Linked DNA regions of Arachis hypogaea: region 2 is linked to region 1. The links are chromatin contacts, called in public Hi-C maps. All regions are on one chromosome and are shown on one strand. The core of a region is the stretch at or near the end of the contact, and the rest is flanking DNA. Distances in the headings are between cores, read along the strand shown.

The links. Hi-C and Micro-C count contacts between places; a contact is called where the count stands out from the background.
Region 2: a Hi-C map of an unstated tissue shows a contact between it and region 1, with 4 times the contacts expected there. The contact joins the promoter of LOC112785449 here to the promoter of LOC112784678 in region 1. A contact is called at or near these places in 3 of 8 Hi-C or Micro-C datasets (leaf and an unstated tissue).

The regions. Positions count from the first base shown.
Region 1 is chr20:21,422,225-21,424,924 of arahy.Tifrunner.gnm2.J5K5, forward strand. LOC112784678 reads right to left here and starts at 1,449. Exons shown (of 5, transcript XM_025827970.3): 1 at 1,133-1,449.
Region 2 is chr20:21,693,655-21,696,354 of arahy.Tifrunner.gnm2.J5K5, forward strand. LOC112785449 (inositol-3-phosphate synthase 1) reads left to right here and starts at 1,450. Exons shown (of 10, transcript XM_025828914.3): 1 at 1,450-1,913; 2 at 2,002-2,070; 3 at 2,158-2,293. The coding sequence starts at 1,726.

The DNA.
Region 1 (2,700 bases), core at 199-2,698:
AAAACTTTGAATGGTTTTGAATAATTATTATTCCTACTACGGTCAAACACAATATTTTCATAAAATCCTTAAGATCGAAAAACCATGACGCTACTACTCTTTTGGTTGGTATTAGAAAACAAAACTTTAATCCTCTCAATACAGTAATTCCACATCAGATTCAAAGCAAGTAAAACCAAGAAATTCTGAACGTATATTCCAAGAAATGATGAATAAACCAAACGCGAGAGCGGTTTTCACATAAACTAAAAGTTAGTTGACAGAGTTACATAATATAAAGCTATCAAAATTATTATAACTAACTACATACATCAACAAAGTAGTAAGAACTTTAACCCTTTAGCCCTCAAAACAATCAATTAAATATAATTTACAGTTCAATGAAGCCCTGTTTGCATTACAATTATTTACAAATGTTGAGTAATAATAACATGAAAAGGTAGCTACTAGCTAGTGAAGTCGAACAGAGAAGGCATGGTAGTAGTATCACTGTAAATGTTTTAGTACATCCAGTGGCCACAAAATCTTACTGGAATATGATGAGCAATTATATAATTTAACAGCATGAGAAGTGGATGGCCACAAAAAACTTAATTTCAACTTCAAATAGTAGAACTCCCCAAAAGAGTTGTTACTGACAAATTTGGTACCAATTTTATGTACCGATTCATCGCCAAACCCCAATTTTTTCTCCCTCCCAATTCAATCCCTTTCCAACTCTCACATATCCACAAACCAAAGGTTCCAAAAGTTTCATCTTTTTCATCCAATCCTTCAATGCCCTAAGCTCTAAGCCCTAACCCCAATTTTCCCTTTTCTTTTGTTGCAGAAATTCAGTGGGTTTCGTCTGTTCTCAATGGCTTCGGAGCCGAAGGAGTTACCAGCTAACAACCCTGGTCTTACTGCGACCCCTGACCCAGCTACTAACTAAGGGTTACTTCATGCAGCAAACTGTGAGTATTTTTTTCTAAGTTTCTAAATTTCAGTTTTCTAAATCGTTTATTGTTTTAATCAGGTGTTTGGATTTTGTTTTATGTGGTGTTCCAATTACAGATATTTAGAAACAAAGATCCCATATATAAAATGGATTTGAATGGCTAGAACTAGAAGAAGTGAAAGCAGTGCCACTAACCTTCGACGGAGACACGGACGGCGACCGGCGACACGGCGTTGAGGTGCTCCAAGCCTCGAACAGAGAAGCCAGGGATGACGGGACAGGGAGAAGGAGGACGCCGAGCTACAAGAGAGGGCCTGGGCTCGGGACAGCGGGAAGGAGGAAGCCGCGGAGAAGCCGACAGAACGGACGGCGGCGACACTGCGGCAGAACCGTTGCAGGGAGAACCTAGGGTTTAGGTTTGGTGATTTTGAACTTTGCTTGAGGTTTCAGAGGGATAGTGATTCACGAATGGGGGGTGTGTTTGGGGGGGGGGGGGGGAGGGGTGGGTGGGTGAGTGAGTGAGGAAGAAGTGCTGAACGTTGGTGATTTTTTTAAAAAAAAAAAATCAAAACCGCGCCGTTTATCAAGAACTGGTCGGTTACCGGTCCGGTCCAACCAGTCGGTTACCAGTTTGGTCCGACTGGCCATTTTTCGACCGGTTCAGCAATTTTAAACAGTTCAAAATGGATGGTTATTAGCAGTGGACTGGACCGTTTTCATGCCGATTTATTGTTGGACCGATTCGACCGGATAATCCGGTCCAATTTTCAATACCATGCTGAAACCACATCCATGACTCAAATATTCAAATCTTTCATAGTTGCAACAATTTTGGAGACCAAAAAATAGTTATAAAACAAAGATTGTGACAACAACAGTCTTATATAATTCGCATTAATATTTCAGAAGTGATTTTTCTTACCCTCTATAGACTAATCTCATATTCATGACATTTCGAACATTTGACCATTGAATTCCCACACGTTTTCAGTGTTTATAGTCTATGTTAAAATCGTCAGGAGAAGACTTTTCATAAACTCCAACTTGAGAACTTGTCAACCATGGTCTATAAATGCTTCATGGTTAACATATTATATATAGCTCCAGTGAGAGTTGGGGGTGTGGTGACTTGTATCCACGATAAGTCGATAGTTGCCTTCTTGCCACAACGTCTCATAGGAAAAAAAATATTGTTGTAAAAACTACCTAATGAAAGAGTAATTAATACAAAAAATGAGATCATTTTTTAGTATATATAGTTTTTTATAATAATGAAATAAAAATAGAAGGAATAAAATTTTGTATTTTGATATTAGAAATAGAATTTGATATTTATCCTAATAAAATTAAATAATTGATTAGTTATAATTAATATATTTAAATAAATAAAAAATCAAATAAAAATATTTTTAAGAATTAATCAAATCAATTCGTTGATACAAATAATTAGTATAATTGATTTGATTTAATTTATTAAATTCAAAAAAGTAAATTAAGAAATAATTGATTGAATTTAATGAATTAAAAAGACAAATAGAGAAACACCTTTTTAGGAGACAATGATTTTCTTAAATAAATTAATCTGTGTTTATTATATTCAATTAGAATAAATAACAAATTATCTATTTAATATGCACATTATAAAATAATAAATCAAAATAATTGATATAATCAAATAAATTATAATAAATTATTTGATATTTAAATATTTAATTAAATTAATTAGTTGATATAATTAATTTACTTTAATGAATTGTATTTAA
Region 2 (2,700 bases), core at 200-2,699, 270 kb after region 1:
AATAGGTTAAAAAAGTTAATTTTAATTTTAAAAATTAAATTTTGAATTAATTAGATATGATCCTTGTTTTGAATTTGACTTTTAACAACCACAAACCTTTTCTCCCACATCTGCACCGCGCCCCACCCTTGCTCCCCACAACCCCCCGTCGTCTCTCGCGAACCACCGCACGCGTTTTGGCTTCCTCGTGCATCTGCAAGCGCCGCACGCATTTGCGCTTCGTAGTGCCTCCCAAACCGCCGCACGCAGCCTAGCTTTGTTGCGCCTCTATCTCGCCCGTCGCCGCAAGCAGCCCAACCTCGTCCTCCATTGCGCTGCTGCAAGCAACCTAGCTTTGTCCTCCATTGCGTATGCAGGTGTTTATTTTTCATACAAAAGAGATGTTTATTTTTCATGCAAATGAGATGTTTGTTCTTATTGTGAATGAAATGTTTCTTCTTAATACGAAATGACTTAGCTGCACTCGGAGTTGGTGACAATGGGCGACGACGACAATGCTTGGGAGATTTTTTGCAGCGAAGAAAACTGCGTGCTGGAGTAGGTAACGGACTGCTGATTGCGGTGAAAAGGGAGTTTAGGCTAGAAGGGGGTGTAATTGATTCAAAGTAAAATTAAGTAAAAATGATAGATTTATGGTGAAAATGAAATTGAATGGTTAATGAACCTGAAATACGACCCATTACACATAGCAGGATTGTTTCGAGAACTTAGGTTGTGTTTGTTTACAGGACAGGATACTAAGACACAAAATCGTATTTGACAGATGAAACACGGACAGAGACATTGTGTCCTGAGACACTAAATTAGTGTATTTTGTGTCCATTCTAACAGAAAAGACACAGAGATACTAACAAGGAATACAACATATTTTTTATTTTTTCTTTTATTATTCTTGATTTTTCATAATTATACGTTTTATTATTATATTTTTATTCTCAAATTTTTTGAATGAAAAAATAAGAATAAATTAGATTTCTATAATTTATTCTATTTTATTACCAAATAGAATACAAAAATACTAAATTTTATACTATTTTTTTATATTTTATCTTCAGTGTCTTATCTGATCCTGTTCTCAAAAATAAATACAGCGATTCCATTTTGGGTACTATTTTGATAGTACAATATTAAAACTAGGTGAATTATATAATAAAAAGGTATTTACAGATTTTTTTTATAAAATAAAAAAAATTGAAAAAATTAAGATCCACATTTTGAACAATAATAAAATAATTAAAAAAAAACTATAAAAAAATTTATACTCTCCCTATAATCTTATACAATTTTAATCTATATAGAGAATCCTTTAAAACTATAGTCACGAGTGAGTAACTTAGTCAATAATGTATTTAGGGGGGTCCCCTGCAAGCCACTCAAATCTTGCCATGTGGAGAGCCCAGAAACCCCACCTTCCTCTCTATATATAATATAGAGCTTCCTCCCCTCTTTCCACCACAACACATGCAGCAGCACCTACACTGAAAAAAAAATAAAAAAACTTTGAAACCGTTTTCACGAATCTTGGGGAGAAGAGAGGAAGCACAGCACAGCCTCCAAAAAAAAAAAAAAAGAAAAAAAGAAAAAAGAAAAGAAACTAAAGAAAAGAAAAAGAAAGAAAAAAAAAACCTTTCTCTCTCTGATCTCCTCTTTTAGTTTTCCCGGAAAGCACACACCCAAAAAAGAAAAAGAAAAAAAAAGTAGTTGTTGTTTGTGTTGTTTGTGAAAATGTTTATCGAGAAGTTTAAGGTTGAGAGTCCTAATGTGAAGTACAGTGAGGATGAGATTCAGTCCGTGTACAACTACGAAACCACGGAGCTTGTTCATGAGAACAGGAATGGTTCTTATCAATGGATTGTTAAACCCAAAACCGTCAAATACGAATTCAAAACCAACACCCATGTCCCTAAATTGGGGTACACATAATCAAGATCCAAATTCCAAAACATTTTATTTTCACTTTTTTGTTTCATTTCTGATTTCATTTTGTTTTTTAATGCTCAGTGTAATGCTTGTTGGGTGGGGTGGAAACAATGGCAGCACACTCACTGGTGGCGTTATTGCAAACCGAGAGTTAGTTTCATTCCCAGCAGTTTTTTGTTTTATTTTTTTATGATTATTGAGAAATAATGGTGTGGAAATTGTGTGTATTATGTTCAGGGGAATTTCATGGGCAACGAAGGACAAGATCCAACAAGCGAATTACTTTGGGTCTCTGACTCAAGCCTCTGCTATCAGAGTGGGGTCTTACCAAGGAGAGGAAATTTATGCCCCATTCAAGAGCCTCCTCCCTATGGTATTTTTATTTTATTTATTTATTTTCCTTCTTGTAGTCACCTGTGCTTTCAGAAAATTTAATTAGTGTGTCCATTTTTCTTTGGTAGTTCCTTTCTGTTTTACTTAATTCAGCGTGTTTTGAATTATAAAAATGTTTTTTTACAAATATTTTAGTCATTGTGAGGAGCGCTAGCAAGAGTGAATGTTGCTACCATTCAGCTTATTCTCGTGAAGAAAAAATGCTAATGTTGCTAATTTTCACTATAGTAATGAAGGTTAATTTTCCTTACATATATAGGTTAAGAGTTCAATTTTGATGCATGCACTGACGGTCTAAAAAAACTTACACATTCATCCAATTATATTCGTGCATTTAGACGACTTTTTAAATATCGGTTTTGAAAATTAGTTATTTTTGCTACGGTG